2 separate regions of the Zea mays genome follow, and region 2 is linked to region 1. A link is a contact called in public Hi-C data. All regions are on one chromosome and are shown on one strand. The core of a region is the stretch at or near the end of the contact, and the rest is flanking DNA. Distances in the headings are between cores, read along the strand shown. Region 1 holds the start of LOC100285147. Region 2 holds the start of LOC100283509 (glycosyltransferase family 28 C-terminal domain containing protein).

Region 1 (5,879 bases), core at 1,038-3,537:
TTCAATTAGGTACGATAATTGATCGCGCGATGCGGAAGACGAGCAAAGTCGACCCCAAGCGCGGGCTACTCCGCATGGTGATGCTTTGGGTTTTAAATGATAAAGCTGAGACCGGGCGGTTGACTTGCACGAGAAGGGAGTCTCGGTGTAGTGTCTCCGTCTGAGTCGATTAAGGACCGTGTCGATGTGGGCCTGATGATCGAGGACCTTTTAACTGGTCACATGCCTCATCATGGGTAAGCTTTGCCTCGGGCAGACTAATACTAGAAAGGCCAACACGCAATGGGAGTGGAGAGATGGTGAGAGTAGCGTGTACCCTCCGTGGCAAGAGGGTGGACGGTGGTGTATCTGTGCTCTCGGTTGGCGTGAACCTGGTCTGGTCTTAAGAAACTCGATGGTGAGTTGACATATGCAAGGGTTAAGTGCTAAATATGTCGTGTGATTGGAGATCCTCAGCTGGGTATTAATCGATTCGGATCGCCGTTACTTCTCGGACATGAAGACTTGGTCACTGACTTACACGTAGCAATCCAGTGAACTGATGAGATGATAAAAGACGGCTAGTATAGGCCAAGTGCTTGAACTAGGGTAGAAAGAACTCTAGATGCATGTAACTTTATTTAACGTGACAAGTAAAAATGGATTTTTTAAGGATCCACTCATAGTAAGCTTTTCTGCAAACAGAGTTCTTGATTCTTGATAAGCCTTACCTTGAATCCTTTTGAAACCAACATACCCTTGAGAGTCTTTTCCTTAGTCGGGTAAGTCTTGCTGAGTACTTGCATACTTAGGGTTTTATTCTCATTGTTGCTGCAGGTTACGAGTCACTTTGATTGTGATTGGTGTTAAGCGACGGTGGGCACCTTCTTATAAGTCTAAGTAACTCTTCTATACTTCTTATTGAGGATGGTCACTTGAGCTAGCATATATTTCAAACTTATAAATAATTTATAATATTTCAAAGTTTATCACTTTGAACCACTTTGTAATCACTCCGATAAACAATGTAAATTTGTTGTAACTTGTAACTTTGAAATAAAGAAATTCCGCTGCAAAATGTTGGTGTGTGTGATTTGTGTTTATTTAATCATGTGGTCCTGGTTGTAATTGGTTTATCCGAGGTCCTTGGGGCACTCGGACAGATCCTGTTAAGTTATCTAGTGCACATGCATAGCCGTCTGAGGTCTTTAAGACAAGAGCAGGTGCATGTGGGCCCAATAACTTGGGAGGTTCTGCCACATCCCTTCTCAAAACATTTAAAACATTATTTATCATTTTTCTCCAAGATCAAGCCATTTTCTTTGATGTAGGCACATAACCTAATCTTATGTCCCTTTTCAAGGAATTCATAACACTTCTTATTGTTTTTCTTAGTATAGGCTTGGAAGTGTGGATTGTTTGTTTCCTTGGATGGAGGTATGGTTGAGGAACTTGGTAAGAGCTTCGATTTTCTTCTTTTCCCCCTTCCTCTTGCCTTTCTTGATGGTCTCTTGAAGGGTTTTTGTGCATGCTATGGTTGTACCTTCTCAAGCTTCTCCACCATGTCATCACAATTAACTTGAGAAGGTTGAGCATGACACTTTCCATTCAATTGAGTCAAGCTCTTCCTTAGCCTCTCTATATAGGCGCGCCTCCGCTCATCCTTCTTGCTTCTTGCACCATCCTTCTCGCCTGCTGTCGCCATTCTTCCTGCTTGATCTCCTTTTCCCTTCCCATGGAGCAAAGTTGCAATTGGGGAGACCTGAAGCCGGCCATCTCTTCTTCGTGGTTGTAGAATTAGCGCAGGTGGATAGCACAGGGAGGCATGGCTCTGTCAGAGGAGGAAACGTCCTCGCCCGCTCCATCACCACCATGGAAGCGACGAAGGCGGCGGAGAGCTCGGAGTTGTAGATCAATGGCACAGTGAGGTGAGCGCTGCCGCCGATGGCATCCATGCGTTGGAGGAGTAGCGACCAACGGTAGGACACGCTCACGCTTTCGGATGGAACGCTTGGCACAGGAGGCAAAGGGAGAAGGAGACAAATAGGGTTCTATGGCCGGATCTCGATTGTGCGGCTAGAAAAAGGTTGCCGTAGATACTCAGAGCACAAATTGTCCCCCGATTTAATATATAGAAATTAAATAGTTTTCAAATAATTATTTATGTATAAAAACTTGTAATATTTATTAAAATAATCACTTAAATAAATGATATTATTATTTTTATTATAAATATTCATACACAAATGATTATTTAATAAAAATAAAATCATCTTTTTATATACACGGAAGATTTATATTTTAAGGTTATTAAACAAAAGCAGTTGTCTCGATACCAAAACCGCGTATCTCACCCCGCCTCCTTTTCTTCGCGTCCCCCGCCTCGATCCGATCGGGGACGGGTCGAGGGGCAGGGGAATGTCGTCGTCGTCTGCGTCATCTTCGGCGGCGGCGCACCACCAGCAGCATTACCGGCGGCAGACAGGAGGGAGCGGTCTCGTGCCGCTCGCCGCGCTCATCAAGGAGGAGGCCCGCACGGAGCGCCAATCCATAGCCGGCGGCGAAAGCAGGATCTCCGCGCGCGACGATGACGCGGCAGGAGTAGGAAGCTCCGGCGTAGGAGGGGAGGCGGCGGAGGCGGCGGTGGAGTCGCGGCTGGAGCGCCCGCTGCTGCGCTATGGGTGCGCCGCTCAGTGCAAAAAGGGCGAGGACTTCTTTTTGCTCAGAACGGACTGTCTTCGTCCCGCCATCTCCGTCTCCTCCTCGGCCTCCCCGCACCCCATCTTCGCCGTATTCGCTGTGAGTACCTATCCAGACATCTCGAACCTCCGTTCTTCGTGCATCCATCTGTCCCAGTGGGATAGTAGTATTAGTACCGCACCGCGCCATTCCGCATCTGTTGTCTGTTGAGGTTGAGGTGGGGTGTATCACAGTACCAAGTTAGCCACCTTGGATTTGCTGGCCCTAGAACTTTGCTGCATTGGGAGCTTGGAGTCTGCTTTGCATCTACGGGAGATGGTTGCTAATTATGTTTGTGTGCCATGCTGCAGAGTGCAGATTTTAGTAGGCCTGTCCTGGACTTGAAACCAGGGCATGTGATTTTGAACTCAGAGTTTGCAATTATAAATTTAGCTGTCCTTGGAGTGGCTGGAATGCATAATGCAGCAATTGCCAAAGACTGGAGTGGTGCCAAGTGCTAACTGTACTCTTCACACTTTCAGATACTTGATGGCCATAATGGTAACGCAGCCGCAATATACACAAGGGACAATTTGCTCAACCATGTCCTTAGTGCTATGCCACGGGGGCTGTCCAGGGAGGAGTGGTTGCACATGTTGCCCCGAGCACTGGTTGCAGGGTTTGTTAAGACGGACAAGGAGTTCCAGAGCAAAGGCATGATTCTACAATCAGTGTTTTGCAATTACTGTCATGTTTTATCATGAATGCTGATGATTTTTAATGTTTATCAGGGCAAACTTCTGGCACCACCGCTACATTTGTGATAATTGATGGGTGGACTATCACTGTTGCCTCTGTTGGTGATTCTCGCTGTATTTTAGATGCTCAGGGTGGGGCTGTTTCTTTGCTTACTGTGGATCACAGACTAGAAGAAAATGTTGAGGAGTGAGTATTAATTACTTTCTAAGTAATTTGTTGTCCTACTTTGCTGGTAATGTTGCATGTCAACAAGCCTATTGTTTTCAACCTATGAATTAGTATTACATGCATCATGCATATGTGATTTTGTTTGTCAACTAAAATTAGCTGTAGTAGTCAATTTCTAGTTACTGAAATGTTTACTCCCACCATTTTATAATAGTCATATTTTCATTTCTACAACTTGACTACGCCGTCACTATAAATAAATGTTTAATTATTAAATTAATTGTTAATGGTAATTAATGTTAAAAAAGTATAAAGCCTTGGTTTTGATTCCTGCCTTATGTAATTGGTAGCACGTCTTAATATTCTTTCCTCAACTACCAGTGTCAATATAATTGCTGTGGAAGAATATATTAGTAATTTTGGCTTTACCAAAACTATCATGTAAAATTATGGTAGGAGGGAGCGCGTTACAGCAAGTGGAGGTGAAGTTGGAAGACTCAGTGTTGTTGGTGGAGCAGAGGTGTGCTCTCACTTGAAAAGGATATGATTTTACGTGCTAGCTTTCTACGCTATATGTATTATACCATGCATTAAATACTAGTAGCTTAACATTTGAAGGATTACAAAACGACATAACAATTGTCCTACTTTGTTACAAGATTGGTCCGCTACGATGCTGGCCTGGAGGTCTATGCTTATCAAGATCCATTGGAGATATCGATGTTGGCGAATTTATTGTCCCTGTTCCATATGTGAAGCAAGTGAAGGTACTCATTTATTTTTCAAAAATAAATAACAGAAATTCTTCTGTGTTTGATCTTTAGGCTTTACATTATCCATGTACATGCAATCTGCCAGTATGATAATTGTGTGATTTGACTTTGTTCGTTTTTTCTTTCTCCTAGTTGTCAAATGCTGGAGGAAGACTTATTATTGCTTCAGATGGCATTTGGGATGCATTATCCTCAGAAGCCGCTGCTAAGTCTTGCAGAGGTTTGCCTGCTGAGCTTGCCGCAAAGCAAGTTGTTAAGGTAAATAGTTTACCACTTGGTTATAAATTCTTGCTTATCCTTGATGCTGCTTCTTATGGTTGTCAATTACTATCATTACATCACTAGGCATCCTTTTTTCTAACCCAAGTACTTGTATGCAATAATCTTATAGGAGGCACTCAGGACAAGAGGGCTAAAGGATGATACAACTTGCATTGTTGTTGACATAATCCCACCTGGTCAAACAATACGGCCTCTGTCTCCTCCTAAAAAGACGAGCAAGCTGAAGTCTTTTATTTTTAGAAAGAAAGCGAAGGACCCTTCTCAGAAGTTGACTAAACAGCATTCAGCTGTTGGTATCGTTGAAGAGATATTTGAAGAAGGTTCAGCGATGCTATCAGAAAGGTCAGTTGTACCCTTTCTCTAAATGTTTTCTTGATCAGAATTTTCTAGTGTTTTCCCACTAGTTCACTGTTGATGTATGCAAGGAGCATGGTCTATTTTGTTTCAAAGGGATTGCACCAATATTTTTTGTGAACCCCTAAGAAATATTACTATGCATAACTAGGTTAGGCTATATTAAGCTACATTAGCTAGTCGCCTAGTCCTAACTAAGTGTAGCCTGACCCTGATGGCCAGCTCGTTCACTCCCAGCCATGCTGTAACTTTTAGATCATTAACCTACATCGCGCTTGTTCTTGAAGGTGTTTGGAACTATGTGGGTAGTGGTTACTGCCTAATAATACTACATGGGAAATTGGTAGCTAATGGAACATGGATGGTTGGAATTTTAAGTTATTCTGTAACTTTTGAGACGACAATTTTCTCAAAAATTCACTTGAAATCAATTGCAAAGTTTATCGGAGGAAAATTGGTGAAAAACCTGAGCATGGAAGCCTGGACGAGGACGAGAAACCCTAATCATCTCACTCAGTGGCAGCCCATCACATGTCATTGTTGCTGAGCTTCACAAAAGCAACCGGCAGCTCCAACTGCTCAAGGCAAGGCAACATTACCAAAGCCACCAAAACACTGTTACCTACACAGCCCATACAACTACGCCATGGAAAATTGCAGCACGTAATCATTGCCCAGCTTTGCTACACTCCATAGCAAGCACCCTAGGAGGAAATTGTAACTAGTAGAATCTTATTATACATTCATTATTTAGTGAATAAGCAGAAACTGAAATGCAAAAAATTATATAGCCCTTCACAATAATTGGAAAGTGTTCCTATGCCATCAATGCACCAGTAAGCAGATGGTATAAGCTCATAAACACAATGGATTTCTAGCTGCATA
Region 2 (5,506 bases), core at 2,114-4,613, 360 kb before region 1:
CGTCAACACTATGTCTGTCGAGGTCTCTTCCTTCAAGGCTGATCAAGGCCGCCTCCATGTCACCGTAAACAACGTGCAGTCAAGATAACTTGAGGCCAACAACAAGCATCTTGTGGCCGATCAGGGGGCCAAACCCATTGACCGACCACAACGTGCGCTCAATAGTCAGATTTGGCATGTGTTGTTTATCAGGTGTGCCTATTCATGTATAACTCGTGTGAACCTCACCTTACGTTGGTCAAGCATCTTCCATAATATCAAGGGCACTCTCGACACTGACCTCCACATAGGGGTTGGTCCTAGAGATAGCAATGGGGACCCAATCCTCGATTCCCCGCGGGGAATTCCTCTATTAGGAGATGGTGATGTTTCTTCGCCCATGGGGATGTAAACGGGTAAAAATTCTTCACCGACGGGTAAACGGGGATGGGGAAGCATTCCTCATCCCCGTTCCCTACAGGGACCCGTAAAACTTGCATGCGACAATTTTTTTGTATAATAGTTAATGATAAAAATAAATAATTACATTGTCAAAAGATCACTCATTGTACAAATATGTTCATTTTGATGTACACATAATAATTTCTTGCATCTGACACAATGTGTATAAGTGACAATGGTTTGCATTAATAACAAAGGACATACGTCATAATTATAATTTAAGCGGGATGGGATCCCCGTCGGGGATTTATCCCCACGGGGAACGGGGATGGGGAAGAAATGTCCCCTGCAAGCTTTCGTGGGGATCTCTATGGAGAAAAAATTCGTCGCGGGGACAGGGATGGGGACCTATTCCCCGATAGGGAATTCCCCATTGCCATCACTAGTTGGTCCTCTCTAGTTTTTTATAGCATACTCTTATGCAGAGTGAGCAGGTTGTCAAGATTCCCAATGCTCTACATCCGGCTACTTTTTCCTCGATGATAATTTGATGAACTGGTCCTCCAAATGGCAATCACTGTGTTTCATTCTAGCGGGGAGGTAGAGTACCATGTTGTTGCCCACATCATTGTTGTGTGTTGCTAGGTTCGCCAAATGCTACAGGGTGTTTCACGTCCTGATTGCTTCCACAATGCAGTGATGTCTATATGACCCTAATCTCATTCAGCATCGTCGCACGAAGCACATCGAGATTGCCATCCACTTCGTCTGCAAAAAGGCCGTAATAGGACAAGTTCACATGCTCCACGTCTCGTCCTCTCGCTAGTTCGCGGACATTTCGACGAAAGGACTACCTAGACAGTAGTTCACTGACTTTTGGTCCACTCTTTGTGTTCTAAATTCTCCTGCTTGGGTATTAGAGATAGAGTAGTTGTCTAACTTGACTTGTGCTCCAAGTAGAATTAAATAATCACAAAAAACTCAAATTACTTTAATCAAGACAAAAAGAATAAGTAGAACCACTGGAATTAGAAAACAACATATCAATGTATGATGTATGATACCAGAATTGATGGTTTCCCAGTGGCCAATATCTCGGTGCACGTCATGGCACCAGCTCGAGAAATTACAACATCACAGGCAGCATATGCCATTTCCAGTTCATGCAAGAACCTTCACAAGTAGGAACATCTGAAACTGTCAGAATCAGTGAATCAACCTAGTGCAGAGGATAAAACATGTGCAACGCAGAAGAAAATGGCATTGACATGCCTGAGAATTGTTTATGATATTGGAATGCCAAGCAATAAAGATTGAAAGAAATTGCATTTAGCAATTGGACCAATTGAATGCATCAAGCAGAATTGTAAAGCTTTTAGAATGTGGCAAAGTTTTGAGCGCATACAAGAATGTGGCACATAGGTTCCTTGTGTGAAACATATTCATCCAATTTCAAGTCTTAGACATAATATGGGTGCTTGTATTTTCTTAGATTCATCATAGAATAAATACGGCAATTCATTCTAGGGTACACAATATCAATATGTCAATTAATTGGGAAAAGCTCCTAGTGACTTTATCAATCTTAAGATCTACCGGCTCTGTCTCTAATGTGGGGTGTGCTGCATGTGTTGAAAGGATGCATGAATGTGTTGATATAGGTGAGAAATCATATAACTAAGGGGGTGTTTGGTTTCTAGAGACTAATTTTTAGTCCATTTTATTCTATTTTAGTCTCTAAATTTCCAAAAGAATTTTAATTTCTGTATTTGATAATTTAGGGACTAAAATGTAATAAAATGGGAGGAGCATAACAAACCAAACATCCCCTAACTAACCCTCTAGGCTCTGGCCTCTGGCTAACAACTCGGTCTGCCCGTGAGGAAAACAGCAAACGAAGACAACTCACGGGGTAAGAAAAAGCCGGCGATGGCCTTTGACGAGGCTCTCCATCTCGCAGAAAGTCTCCGTCCCCGTCTGCCATATAATGTACCGATCCTTATTCCTCCTCAGCAACTCGTAGTAGACGTTGAGCACCGCCACATTGATCTCCGGCGACCCCTCCGCTCCCCCAAGCACGAGCACGACCTGGGCCTCGTGTTCGCCCAATAACCCCGCTCTCGGGAAGAAGCGCGCCAAGGCCTCAGTCTTGGATGCTCTGCACTTGAGGATGGACATGCGGATGGGGTTCCCGTAGACCGCGCACCTGCGTTTGGGGAGGAGCCGCACGGGAGCATTGAAGGCGAGGAAAATGCGGCGGGCGAAGGGAGCGAGTAGGCGTGTGGCGGGAGCCGGAGAGGCGTCCTGGTCCTGGATCACGAAGGGGAGGCGGAGCATGAGCGCCGCGAGGCAGGCCTGTAGCGCGGGAGCGCCTCCTGTAGCAACAAGGACGTGCGGGCGGAATCGGCGGAGGTGCAGCGCCGCGGCGAGGATCCCGCGCGGGAGGCAGTGCAGTGGGACGGGGGCGAACGGGTACGAGGCCGCGGCGGCAGCTGAGGACTCTAAGGACGGGGCGGGCGCACCGATAATGAGGGAACGAGAGGACGGCAGCGAGGCGTGAAGCTCGTCGGCGAGCGCGATGGCGGAGTAAACGCGACCACCGGCGCCCGCGCCACCACACGCGAAGGCGAAGCGTAGGGTATCTTCGGATTCGGATTCGGATTCAGGGTCAGGGTCGGGGTCGGGGTCGGGGTCGGGGGTGGTGGGGGGTGAGGGTGGAGTGGAATCACTGGAGCGGGAAAGGTGGCAGCGGAGGCGCGCGTGCGGGGGCGCAGCAGTGCGCGTGGGGATGGCGAGGTTTGAGGTTTGGGTGCTGCGGAGGCGGAGGAAGCGGATTGCGGACCGAGGGGTTGCACCTGGCTGGGCGGCGGTGGCCGGCATTTCTCTGGACTGTATCCTGTGGGCGCCGGGCAGCCGGCGGCGTGGAGGAAGATTTGGTGCCGGATGGCTCGAGATATTACCGACGACTAGTATGCAAGCAGCAAGTTAAAGCGAGCGTCATAAAAATGCCTTTAGACAACCATAGAAAAAAGCTTTTGCATTTAAATCCCTCACACAAACCTTTACAAAACCTTCCCTACTTTCCACACTTATACAACTCTAACTTTCTATCCTAAAATAAATATTTTGTCCTTATCAATAATTTTTTTATCATATATCACAATTTTCAACCATCATATTTACTCTATATCTCAATTTTATACCAAGTATCACATCTTATATCGTTTCTTTTTCATTCTCTACCCAACTACCACCACACAGTTGCCTCCCCACGTGGTCGCCCATTGTCAAGGCAGAGGAGAGAGACAGGATAGTGTTGTGTGTTGGCTACTTAATATTTGTGGTTGAAGTGTGCCTCGGCAACAGTGCATTAGAGTATACCGTTCACCGCTGCTTGCAGCATGAGGGTTGACTGTAAAGGCTTTAGGGGGGTTTTATCGTCCCCCACTGCGGGAAGCTTCAACGGGGGACTAAACATGTGTGTATGTACGTGGATCGATCTGTACTCCATATTTTGGCGAGGTGCAGGGTTGTGCGGTGTGAGCAGCAAGGACAGGCCCACGGGATAGGGCGGACCTAGGACAAAATGAGTGGGGGCATATTTGCAAGGATTGGCACCAAAATACTCTAGCAGGGGCATCTAAGCGACGCTGAGCAAGGGACTTCATAGTAAAAAAATTAGACTCTACTACTTTCAAAGGAGAAATGAGTGAGGTCCTAGGCCCTCACTCGGGCCTATGTAGGTCCGCCTCTGCCACGGGGGTATGAACTTGTGTGCGTGTGTTAAGAGGCAAAAGCAGGAGAAGGACTTGTGCTTGTGCCTGCAGAATGTCTGTAGTAGAGCTCTAGGCTTGTGCATGCGAGGAATTGTGGGCTGGTGGAGGGATTTAAGTGCAAAAGCTTTTTCTACGGAGGGGAAGGGTGGTGCCAGTGTAGCAGGTAAGGAAAGCAGGGAGGGTTTCGTAATGGTTTGTGTGCTGGTGGAGGGATTTAAGTGTAAAAGCTTTTTCTACGGTTGGATCTCCATCTAAAGGCTCATGGTGCTCGTTTGCAAGGTTACACCTAGTTTCTGCTTGTATACTAGTCGTCGCATGAGATATTTGACATTATGATACGCCCATCATCTGCCTTTGCTGGAATAGTAATCTGAAGCCATGACTCACCAAAATGGTACTGCTCTAACACACGTTTTTTCGCTATTTTGACATTATGACGGTGTTTGTGACACCCCAGTGTCACCTAGGGTTTCTCTTTAAAAAGCCAAACCAAGAACCATTATTTCATGTGAATCAAAGTAAGCATGGGCATCAAATTAACTTAAGTAATAAAGAATTCACCAAGTATATACTTAAAAGTGTCATGATCAAAACAATTGAGACTTTTGAAAGATAAGAATGTGCAACCCTAATTCAAAACCCTAAGTAAACCCCATGAACAAAATTCAAGAAGATGTGAAAAGAGGATGAAAAGTTTAAAATTTTGAATTGAGCCAATTATATAAGTTAAAGTATATTTGTTAAGCAACAAGAAAGATTGAGAAGGCTTAGCCAAAACAACTCAAATAAATCCCCAAATCAGCCCTTGATCAATGAACCCTTAGGGAAATTCAGATTTCTGAATTTCTGAATTTCAGACCTCTTCTCAAAGGTCATCTGTGTTCTCTGTTTTTCAAAACTCAAAGCCAGAAGGTTCAAATATCAAAGTCGTGCCAAATTACCTTGAACACATTCTGGGAAAGTTTGAACTCAAACCAAATTCATTTGACACGGTTTTGGCGCAGCTCAACCTCGGGACCAGGCATTCTGACACTGGCACCTTGGTGACGCTACAACTCCCTGTCCCTAGCCTAAAACCGCACGTCGTCCATACACAAAAGAAAAAGCTTGGTCTGGTGAACAAATCCCTTGCAGTGATCTTGCCCAAATTCGCGAAGATTTGCTCCCAATCGGCGCTTGAACAGGGGCAGAGGCAACGGGAACACGTGTTCGACCGTGGCTGACACCCCTGGTTCACGCCCGTTCGCGCACCGCGCCTTCCCAGTGCACGCCCGCGCGCACTCGCCGGTCCACGACCGCCCGTGCACTGCGCCGCGCCTATAAAGCCTTCCCAGGCACGCCCACTTCGC

The links. A called contact is a pair of places that touch in the nucleus more often than the background predicts.
Region 2: a Hi-C map of endosperm shows a contact between it and region 1, with 3 times the contacts expected there. The contact joins the promoter of LOC100283509 here to the promoter of LOC100285147 in region 1. A contact is called at or near these places in 3 of 25 Hi-C or Micro-C datasets (ear, endosperm and tassel).

The regions. Positions count from the first base shown.
Region 1 is chr3:75,775,699-75,781,577 of Zm-B73-REFERENCE-NAM-5.0, reverse strand. LOC100285147 reads left to right here and starts at 2,287. Exons shown (of 8, transcript NM_001158041.2): 1 at 2,287-2,778; 2 at 3,201-3,372; 3 at 3,450-3,603; 4 at 4,042-4,105; 5 at 4,245-4,352; 6 at 4,491-4,616; 7 at 4,750-4,982. The coding sequence starts at 2,398.
Region 2 is chr3:76,141,303-76,146,808 of Zm-B73-REFERENCE-NAM-5.0, reverse strand. It overlaps LOC100283509 (glycosyltransferase family 28 C-terminal domain containing protein), which reads right to left and starts at 3,363. Exons shown (of 4, transcript NM_001156409.2): 1 at 2,291-3,363; 2 at 1,446-1,554. The coding sequence starts at 3,261.